2 separate regions of the Cricetulus griseus genome follow, and region 2 is linked to region 1. Evidence: chromatin contacts called from public Hi-C data. All regions are on one chromosome and are shown on one strand. Each heading gives the region's core, a stretch centred on a gene start, on an enhancer-like site or on the middle of the called end of the contact. The rest is flanking DNA. Distances are from core to core; before and after follow the strand shown. Region 1 holds the start of CUNH15orf39. Region 2 holds the start of Ppcdc (phosphopantothenoylcysteine decarboxylase).

Region 1 (5,581 bases), core at 2,081-4,580:
ACAAGTAGAGGCCCCTCTCAGACTTGTTGCCACCCAAGACTTTGGCCCTTAGCAACACTCAGCTCAGACGGAATGGAGAAGCCACAATGCAGGTTTCGGACTCTACTTTTTGTTTCTGGTTATAGTTTTTAGAGCACAGAACTCTGCTGAACAAGTATGTGTACTGTGGCCTTATTCCATTGTAGGGGTCACTTTCTGCTTACATGACTGGGGTTCTGAGCTGTACTGAAAGGTCAGTTGCCTTGGCTCCCTTCTCTGCCTCCCAGGTAAGACCTAGCTATCACAAAGTCACTGATGAAAGGGGTGGCACAAGAAGCGGGCTGCCCTTCTCTACTGGCTCCTATTCCAAGATGTTCCCACAGCAGTCTCTTAATGCTCCTACAGTCAAGAGGTGGAATCCCTGAAAGGCCTGCACATTCTAGTTTCTTCTAACACTTTATTAACCTGCTTGTCTTACCAAAATCCAAATCCTCACAACCAGGTCCCCAGAACCAGAACCAATGCTTGACAACTAGTCCCTTCCGAGAGGTGTCTGGGTAACAATCCAGTCGTACCCAAGCAGGGTCAGCTCAGCAGGAGGATCAAAGCTGACCAGTAGATGGTGCTGTGGTGCCAACAGGATGGTCCTTGGCTCAGGGGAGGAGTGTCAGTGTTAATCTCCAGGCCTTGTGCACATGACACATGGGAGTGGGGGTGCATGCTTGGGGAGATAGGAGGCCCCAAGGGCCCAGAGTCCTAGCTGGCAACTATTTCCTCTGCCCTTTACTGATGGACAAACTAAGGGCTGGAAAATGAATGCCAGGGTACTCTTCCCTTGGAGCCTTTCCCACTCTTCTTTGCCTCGATTCTCCCTAATAAACCTCGGTTCTATTTGAAAGCAAAGAACATAGCACAAAGCCAAGTCCAAAGAAGGCTGAGGATCAATGTCCACAGTGATCACAGGCACCCTCTTAATACAACGGGCATCTATGACTTATGGGCGGCTTGTCTGTTAGGGTTATCACTGACCCTCCTCTCCTTTCTCCAGTGATCACTCCCCACCTCCTAAAACTCCCAGTGGCTTAGAAAAGGGTCAATGGAATCAATATTCCTATGAGTGGGTCACAGGTCAAGTATCACAAACTTCTGTCACCAGCAAGCAGGGACTATTCTTTCTCCTTTCTGGAGAACAGCCAATGACTATTAGGGCTCAGAGTTAGACCACACAGGGGATAAAAAGAAGTAAAGGGTAGTATGGCCTAGACCCATTCCCATCCCAGCAGATGGCAACACAGAGGCCCTTAGACAACAAGGGCCTGTGTCCTAGGTTTCCCATCCTATATTGGTTTCCCATCCTATATTGCTGTATTTTTTTTTTTTTATGGTTGGTCTTGCTTTGTCTTGTTGGGTTTTTTGTTTTGTTTTGTTTTTCTTTTCTGACTAGGTCTCTGTTTATCTCTAGCTGGCCTGGAACTCACTATGCAGACCAAACTGGCCTTCAACAGAGATCCACCCACTTCTGCTTCCCTGGTGCTGAGATTAAAGATGTGCACTACCACAAATGGTTCAGAGGGTACCAAGCACACTCTATCCTTGGGGAACTCTGGGTTAATTAAGGGCTGACTCTGGTCTCACCTCCACCAATGTTCCTTGGGACCCGCTCTAACCACCACTCTCAAGAGCCCTTCTCTCCCGGGCTCAGCCCAACCTGTGCCCTTTGCCCTGGAGACTTCCTGAGAACCAGCCACCTGGGACCCTCAGGAGTCTTTGTAGCAGTGAGGGCTCCAAAGAGCCAGCCCAAGGCCCTGAAAGATGTGGAGGTAACATTATGTCCTGCCAGTAGGGTGGAAAGCTCCCCCAGAGGAGGCCCCACCCCACTCACACAGCAAAAATGAAGGTGCCTTGGTTTCCGTACACTGAGATGGCCTCGGGCACTTGGAGAAGGTAGGGCCACAGGTGATCCTTCTGTGGAGATGTCAAGTTCTACTAGTTTTGAACATTAGTTCTAACCGCAGCCAGAAACCAGGGCAGGGTCAAGCGCCTACCACACTCCCACGCTTTCCCTCGGGGGAAAACAAACAACTCCGTGGGTCCATTCCCATTTCCACGTCACATCCTCGGGGCCTCAGGAAGAACGCGATCCCAGCCGAGTTGAGGCGGGCATCAGTATTCTCTGAGCTCTAAGAGACGCAGGCCTTCTAAAACTCTTCGCCAGCTGAGGCTCTGAGCTTTCCTGACACCCAAACACGGGGCAGCCTACGCTTCCCAGTTAAGAGAAAGGGTCTCTGGATCCGCCACCACTAACTTTCCCTCTACCGGCCCCGCCCATGACCATCGTGCCTGCGGCCCACAAGCGCACTTCGCTATGGAACTGGTGCCCCACCGACACGCCAGGCTTCCGGGTATCCCCAGACCTCTCTCTCCGCGGCTCTGCGACGCACGTGCACCCCGGCAGGCTGACACACAGTCTGCCACCACGCACGCAAAGCCGGTCCTGCACGTACGTGCATGGCCCGAATCAGCACACATGCCCCCCCCCACCCCCGACTGCCCAACCGTGCTCTTCCCTGCTCAGGCACACGTGTGCAAGCCAGGAGGTTCGCGCTCGGATCCCCCACGGAACGACGCCCGAAGGGAGGTCCAGAAGGGGGGGGGGCGTCCAGCCGCAGAGTCCGGGCAGCCACCTCCTTCGGGGCGATCCCGCCAGCCTGGGCTGCAGCCAGAGACTGAGTCAAGCGGTGGCGAGGAAACCGCAGGCAGTCCTGTTCCAACAGGGCTCGTCCACGGCCCCGCGGCACCTCAGCGCCCGCCGCCACCAACCCCGAGCCCCACCCCCACCCCGAATCGGCGCCCGGCAATCCGCGTGAGCCCGGCCCCGCCAGAGGCCCGAGGGATCCGCCTGACTCCTCGCCAGCCCTACGCCCGGGCACTGCCGGAGCTCCGGGTCTCTAGCAGGCCCAGGGAGCCTCCGAGTCCTGGCAAAGTCTGAGCAGCAGCACGACCGGGCCCCGCAGCCTGATCGCCCAAAGCCTCAGCACCTGGGCCCCGGCCCCTGCGCTCCGTCCCGGGGCCAGCCGGTAGGGGCGCCCTGGGGCAGGGCCACCCGCCCCTTGCCCACGCGCTGCCCGCAAACTCGGCCCAAGTTTCCGCGCCCGCCGGGCAGGCGAGCTCCTACCTTCAGAGCACCAAGCTTTTGGCGGCTGCCACCCGGGGCCACGGCCGCATCCTCCAGCGCCGCCCAGGCTGCAGGTCCCTGTCCGGCCGGCCTTGCGCGGGAAGTCGCGGCAGGCACCTAGCCCAGAGCCACGCTCCGCGCTGCCGTTCGCGCCGCCGCCGGGCGCCGTCTGTGGTCCCGGGCGGGGCGGGCCAGGGGCGGAGCGGGGGCGGGGCGGCCCGTTGGGTGGGGGCAGAACCCGGCTGTGCCTCTGGGAGCCTGCGCTCCCTTGGGCCCTCCCGTGCCGAAGGCCTGAGTGGAACCAACTTTCCCGCGACCCGGCCTCTGGCTTTGTGCACCGCCTTCACTCTCCGAGCTCCCTCGAACGTCTGCCCCGAGGGCGGTCATAAGCTCTCATTCAGTCATTCCGTTAGATCATTCATTCATTCCTTGCCACTTTCTAGCCATGTGACCGTAGACCTGTCACTTAAGCTCCAAGAGCTTCAGTTTCCTCATTGGTAAAAGTATCAAGCCGGGCGTTGGTGGCGAGCGCCTTTAATCCCAGCACTCGGGAGGCAGAGGCAGGCGGATCTCTGTGAGTTCGAGACCAGCCTGGTCTACAAGAGCTTGTTCCAGGACAGTCTCCAAAGCCACAGAGAAACCCTGTCTCGAAAAACCAAAATAAAAAAAAAGTATCGATGTTGCTCATAGAAATGGTAGGGCTGGGAGACTTCGAAAAGACACATGGCACACAAATTGAGGTATGGTGATAATACAACTAAATCCTAGCATTGGGAGGCTGAGGCAGGGGAATTGTCGCGAGTTGGAGCTGAGCCTGGCATACCTAGCAATACTCCTTGTTTTGCTTTGCTTAGCTTTGCTTTATTTGAGACAGGGTTTCACTATATACTGTGGCTGTCTGGGACCTGTACTTTAGACCAGGCTGGCCTCGAACTCACAGAGCTATACCTACCTCTGCCTCCCCCAAGTGCTGAGATTAAATGCATGGGCCACCACACCAAGCTCCTAACAAAACTCTTTAACAATAAAAATATAAAAAATACTGACATCCTTGACCAGTACTAGTTGCATTAGGAAGATAGAAGAAGGCAAAGTACAGATAAATGTATCTCAGCTCCCGTTAGGGCTCCATGGCTAAGGGAATGGCCCAGGAATGAGGCTCTGGAGGTTTTTCCAAATGGCCTTGGTGGGTATCTGAACCATTTTGCAAATCTCCCTCACCAGAACTGGCTAGAGCATGAACAGCCTGGAAGGCAGATAGGGTAAAGCACCCCTGGCCAGAAATGATGTGTTGCAGAAAAGGGCTGGGAGACCAGCTGTCTGTTCCCCCAGACTCTAGCTTTGCCGCCCCCCCCCCCCCAGCACTACTCCTTTCTTGGAAGGAATCTGATGCCTGTAGTTCTAAGACTGCCCAAAGGCCAAGGCAGAGTCAGGCAGTAAGGGAGGAGAATGGGTACAGACCGCACAGATCAAAACCACTCAGGATGCCACCTTGAACCACACAGGTCAGGACTGCCTGAGTCAGAGCAGGGCTGAGAGCACCGGTGTGGAGCTAAGGAGGAGGGGCTCAGTCCCAGGTAGGACTAGGAAGAGGAAGTGAGGTCACCCAAGGAGAGGGGGAGGGTGTCTCTTGGATTAGAGTTGGAAGATTTTTCACAAATACAGGCTGGGAAGAGGAGACTCTGAGGGGGGGGGGGTTGGGGCTTTCCCAGTCACACTGCAGGTTGGAACAACCCAGATTGCCTGGTTTCTGTATCTTACAGACTCACATTAACACCAAGAAGTTGCTCTGGGTCAAGCCAACTCCAAGAGCCCTCTCAAGCGGTTATTGTTTCCTGCTCTCACACCTCACTAACTCTGCCCATCCCTCCCTACTGCATAGCATCTACTCCCACTCCTGACCTGTTGGGAGGAAGGAAAACAGTGCCCTTGCCCCTAGGGCCCAGCTAAGACTTCAGCCCCATTATTTGTCTTAATTCAGAAACATCTCTCAAAGACAGCTGTCCCATTAATAGGCTTGGTTTTTCTTTTCTTTCTTTTTTTTTTTTAAATAATTTTATGTGCATTGGTGTGAAAGGTATCAGGTCCCCTGAACTGGAGTTACAGACAGTTGTGAGCTGCCATGTAGGTGCTGGCAGTTGAACTCAGGTCCTCTGGAAGAGCATTAACCTTTGAGCCATCTCTCCAGCCCCTCAGCTTGGTTTTTCCAAGACAGGGTTTCTCTGTGTAACAGCTCTGGCTGCCCTGGCACTCGCTCTGTAGACCAGGCTGGCCTCAAACTCACAGAGATCCGCCTGTCTCTGCCTCTGGAGTGCTGACATTAAAGGCATGCACCACTACCACTCAGCTTTCCTTTTTTACATCACTTTAACACTCTGGATTATCAAAGAAAGGACACAGGTTGGAGGACTTGAGAGCCACTTGTAA
Region 2 (5,581 bases), core at 1,934-4,433, 190 kb after region 1:
GCTGAGGGGACGATGGCTACCCCATCTCAAAGGGATTAAGCACAGACTGGTTCCCCTAAAGTTCAACTTGCCAGCGCTCTTTAAAGATTTACTTTACTTATATATTGACTGTTTATGCGTATAGGTGTTTTGACTGCTTGTCTATGCATCAGTTGTGTACAGTGCGCACAGAGGCCAGAAAAGGGTGTCAGATCCCCTGGAACTGGAGTTACAGATGGTTATGAGCTGCCATGTGGGTCTAGGGAATGGAACCCAGGTCCTCTGCAAGAGAAGTATGTGCTCTCTTAATCACGGAGACTTTTCTCTACCTCCACCCCCAGCCCCAGCCCCTGCTGCCAACACTTTAAATCTTTTCTGTAATTTGGAGCCTCAACCAGGACCAGGCTTGTCCTTGTTACAGAAATGAGTCCACCAGAAAGTCTGGGGAGCACTGTTGACAACTGACAAAGTCCATGGGACCTACTAGCCACTTTCCCAAATGACATCACTAGTAGGTGAGAGATGCGTTTTGGTTTTTGTTGTTTAATTATTTTATTTTTAATTATGTGCCTGCAGGTGACCATGTGCACTTGAGTGCAGATGCTCTGAGGCCAAAGGCATCCCATCACCTTTGAGTTGGAGCTTGGGGCAGTTGTGAGCTGCCCGGCACGGGTGTGCACAGGTAATAGGAATGGAACTCGGCTCCCCTACAAGAGCAGCACATGCTCTTAACCACTGAACCATCTCTCCAGTTCCCTGAGAAACATATTCTTGATTCTCCAGCAAAACTTACCTGTCAGTCCTCAAACCTTGACCCTGTCCTACTTCAGTCAAATGGTGCAAAACAGGGAGAGTCCTGCAAAACAGAAGCACAGCTTCATCCCTGCAGTCCCTGAACCTCAAGAAGATAAAATTCCCACGGGTCATGTTACAGAAAGCTGTCAATCAAACTGGAGGCAGGACTCTGCGCTGCTTATTCCAACCCAAGATACGATGCTTGATCTGTAACCAAGTTTTGCTCAGGACCAAAGCCATTCTTCTGGGGGGGGGGGAAGGTTGGGGAAAGAGGGAGACTGATTTATAGTTGAAGAATAGAAACTAGATTATTTAACCAATATTTGGAATCGAGGTCAAATATGTTCAACCTGAGAGTCCCAGGGGAAGTGAGAGCTGGTCAGAGTTTGCTCTCCAAGATCAAATTCCAAGCCAATTCAGTCTCTTCCTCCACCCAGATCCTATTAAAGATTTTTGGAATTTTCATTTATTGACAGTCAGGGTGACTATAGGCAGCACCTCGATTCCCTACCCCTGCCACTAACAGGAACTGTGAGCAGTCCAGGAGAGTGGACAAGCAGGCAGCAGGCCGTGACTGAAAAGTCATGATTCCTCCTGAGCTCGGGGGACAGGGGCACCGAGCCATGTAGGAGAACCACAGCCAGGACACTGCACTTTCTCCATCCTTCAGAAAGATGGGAGGACCCTTTGCTTTCATAATAAACCTAACCTCCAAACCACAGCAATAAGAGAGAAGCTGTTTTCTACACTTTAAAATGGCTCACAATTGTGTTTCTTCCTAGCTGGTGGATGCTGCACCTCCTGATGCTCTGCAGCACAGGTTCTCCAGCAGTCAGGACAGCTAGCTCTCCTCCCTATACATGGAGCTCACTGGTTTGAACAGACAAGTCAGTACATGTCTGTGTTCCCTGACCTCTACATCATGCTTGTCCAGGCATGTCCAGGAGCTGAACATTGTAATATCTAATTCTCTCCCACCACTACTGACCTCCCGGGAAAAAGACTCAAAAGACAAGCTTGTTTTATCATATGATTCAGTGTTCCCTTTAAACCTCCGGAGTCAAACTTGAGTTTCTCGTGGCTATCCTTGAACTCAGGGTTAATTTTTCTTTCCACTCCTCACAGACTGAAGTGCAGGTACAGGAAGACGCCTATATTCCCAATGTGAGGTCTACAGCTTATTGCTAGACCAGTCTTAAAGCAGCATGTGCAGAAAACGCGTTTTTCCTATTCTTATTTGACTTGTATTATAACCACAGAACTTAAACTTACTCTTATGTGTAAGAAAAAGTGGGGTGTGATGGCACATGCCTTTAATCCCAGCACAGGTGAACAAGTAGGCAGTTTTCCATGAATTCAAGATTAGTGTGGTCTACACAGTGAGTTCTGGGCTAGCCGGGGATACACTGAGAGACCCTGTCATGAAGGGAAAGGGAAAAAAAAGTAAAAGAGAAAGAGAATTTAAGACAGTGAGAACACACACACACACACACACACACACACCGAGAAAAGGGCCTCAGCGTGTGCCTTATCAATCTTCTGTTTAATCAAGGTCAAACTGAAGTTTCAGTTTCATGGATATCTGCCAGTAACAAAATGGGCAAGGATGTAGCCAGAAAAATGTAACCACCCTACACCAAAACCCATACCGCCCGGCACCTAAACCCCTTTTAAGGTGTTAGGAAAAGCAAGGAACGCTCGTTCTCATTCAAAACGCTGGGCACAAAGCTCCTACAGTTCATTTGGGTACCTCCTGAGGACACATCTCGGAGCAAAACCCCCAGTTCCCAAGCACCCACCACTTCCCGAGGCTCTCTCCTGCCCATTAGCTAGTTCTGGCTTCCAATATTTGATCAGGAAATTTTTTCAGACAAAAAAAAAAAAAAAAAAAACTGACCTCACTCTACTTTTTAAATGCCGCTCCGCACGTTTAGGGATTAAGCAACTAAACACTCCCAGGGTTTTTCTTTCTCTAGTTTATTCATTTAAAATAGCTTGAGGCAAGTTGGCTCAGTAAGGTGGCTTGCAGCCTCACACGGTGGAACTGAATCTCACAAGTTGTATGATCTCCACACGCATGCCGTGACAGCACCCCATCCAAAATAAATGTAACTTTAAGACCGTTTTCACATCGGGACGCTCCTGGATCTCTTAGGACGCAGCCTACGCTGCAGTTTTCAAAGGTAAGCGTCGAGTGTGGGTGTCCTGGCTGCGCCTCTTTCAAGGATAGCGCAGGTCAGCGGGCGCAGGTGCGGCTGCTGTCCCCCAACCCTGAGCGCGAGAGCACGCCGGTGGCCCCACATCACACACATAATCGCACATCCACCCTCGCTCGGACCCACAGCCTGAGGAGCTTCTCCCACCGCCACACCACGCCGATCCCCGGGACAACACTTCCCAGCCCCTTCCACCGCTCACCCGCGCCAGCCGCCCCAAGTATCGCGGTATCTAGGCGCCCTTACCCTCCGAGTCTAAAGGGCACGCGAGAGAGCTACGTGAACGCATGGCCTTCTGGGAGCCGTAGTCTACTCTGCCTTCTGGGAGTTGTAGTCACCGGAGCTCGCTCCAGGACCTACATAGTTGTGTGATTTGCCAATTACCCCGCGCACCTGTTCAGAACTCTGGCACTTAATTCTATTTACTGCGCCTGTTCTAAAAGGCAGTTCGGCTCTTGAGACAAACAGGAGTACAGAAAATTAGAGGCTAAGAATGAGGAAGCTGCAGGACCTAAGCCACAATCCTAAGCAGGAAAGCCTTGTCATTGAAGGGGTCACTTGGAAAAAAAATTTTTTTCTTTTTAACCCTGGCTGGTCTGGAACTCAGACATCTACCTGCCTCTGCCATAATGGGATTAAAGGAGCGCGCTACGGCACCCACGGTTACTTGAAAGGTATCTTGAGGAGTGACCAGCACAGAGGATCTAGACAGCATTCCTAGTGAGTACACTTGGCAAAGACTCGGCATATTGGAATAGTTTTCATCACGCTGGAGCAACCACAGGTCTCAAGAACTTGTGTGCATGGAGGCTGCTGAATTAGCTTCAGGTGATCCCCCAGGGGAGCTGAGGAAGGGCCTGTGTTCCAGTCCTACCATTGCCAGCAGAGCACTTTATTTCTTCTTCTTAACTGGTAGTTGTGGCATGTACTTCATGGCCTACTCAAGGCTGCTTTAGGGAAATGATCACAGAATTCCAGGCCACAGATCCACTCAACCCAGCCCTACACCCCTGCCTCACATCCCATATCAAGACTTCATTAAGACCCACATGAAGACAAGCAACACAGAATAGACAGGGTCAAATGATCCCTTTTATTATGGTTCATCCAGTTACCACAGATAGACACATTGGCTCAGGCAGGTCAACTGCCAGCTAGGGAATAATGTGTGTCTCTCAGAAACAAGGGGCAGTGGGCACCAGGAGAATGCAAAAGCAGGTCACTGGCTGGCAACAGACAGGAGGATCCCCAGAACCAACTGGGCCCTCCTCCCACCCCCAAATTAAACCATCTGTGCCCAGCCCCCTTTCTCATCCTGGTTCCCTCCTCATGAAAGTGCATAGTTGCCTGGAGATGCAGCATTCCAGGGCCTGAGCAGCTGGGCCAGACACTGGTAACAGGCTTTCCCAAGGGCAGCGCCAGGCATGGCCAATAGGTCTGAGCCAGGAAAGAGGAAAGGGCAGTAGGACAGGAAATTGGAGGTAACATCCAACAGATCGTGGATGCTAGGCTGGCAGCTGGATCACAGCCCTCGCGGAACTTCCAGAGGACCAAGAGAAGGGAAAAAGAAGTCTGGGGTCAGGAGAAGGGAAGAAGAGGGAGGGCGTAGCCCTGGGTCTCTGTAGGGTACCAGGGCATGTGACAACTGCTCTCCAGAGGGAAAACAGTAGGGGAGAGAATCAACTAAGCCTAAGGGGTCATTAGGAAGGGAACTTTTCAGAGACTCTTGGCTTCTCTTACAAGGAAGAAGCTGAAAATCAAAGCTCAAGGAGACCTGAAACCAGGTCTTAGGTCCCAAGATAAAGCAGCCTGGAATGGCTAAGTGGGGTCTGGCTCTCCAGTCTACCTAGTCCAGGTGAGTTTCTGTTGGAAGGAGGTGAGAAACAGGCAGCTGCTCCTTGGCATGGCCTACCTACCTCAGGCCTCACACAACCAGATCCTCAACCAGGCAATGTCCACCCACTGCTTGGAAGAGACAGTCCTGGGGACTGAGATCAGTCGTGAAGGGGAGAGGGTTCCAACAGAACTAAGAAAAGGCCAGGAACCAAGTCCTGTAGTTAGTTCTCAAGAGAATGGAAGAAGAGGGAGGGGCCACACTCACTAATCAAAAAACTAAAGGAAGAATCCTCCTTCCCTCCCTGTCAACCAGGAATCCTGCTCAGAACATTGTGCTTGCAGCTTCAACTGAGCCTGGGAGCATCCAAACAGAATCTGTCCTGTAGCCAAGGGCAAGAGGGATTGGAGAGGTAAGCTACCCTCTCTCAGTGGGCTTCTATTTGACTTCTCTTTTGATCCCCGGCTTCAGACCTCGCCCTCTAAGTTCAATCCTATCTGCCATACTCAAATAGAACAGCTAGCTACTCCTCCCAGGATTCCAATGGTTACTCTGAGATACCTAGAAGCCCTTGTGGGCTGGGGCCAACCATACCTCCCCCAGGGGTCAATAAGTTCCATGCCCTCTGTTCCAGCAGTGGCTTCACAGCTAACAAGTCACAACCCAGCTCCACAGGAAATGCAGGGTGGCTAAAGGAGGATCGGGGAGAAAAGGGAGGGAAGTCAGAGAGGGAAAAGAAGTAGCCTGCCACTGCAGG

The links. A called contact is a pair of places that touch in the nucleus more often than the background predicts.
Region 2: a Hi-C map of the CHO-K1 cell line shows a contact between it and region 1, with 5 times the contacts expected there. The contact joins the promoter of Ppcdc here to the promoter of CUNH15orf39 in region 1. A contact is called at or near these places in 8 of 8 Hi-C or Micro-C datasets (the CHK-Q cell line, the CHL-YN cell line, the CHO-K1 cell line and 3 more).

What each region holds. Positions count from the first base shown.
Region 1 is chr4:168,877,361-168,882,941 of CriGri-PICRH-1.0, forward strand. CUNH15orf39 reads right to left here and starts at 3,331. Exons shown (of 3, transcript XM_027414986.2): 1 at 3,155-3,331.
Region 2 is chr4:169,064,630-169,070,210 of CriGri-PICRH-1.0, forward strand. It overlaps Ppcdc (phosphopantothenoylcysteine decarboxylase), which reads right to left and starts at 3,184. Exons shown (of 6, transcript XM_035443732.1): 1 at 2,672-3,184; 2 at 2,047-2,190; 3 at 773-835. Scamp5 (secretory carrier-associated membrane protein 5) reads right to left here. Exons shown (of 7, transcript XM_027414967.2): 7 at 4,063-5,581.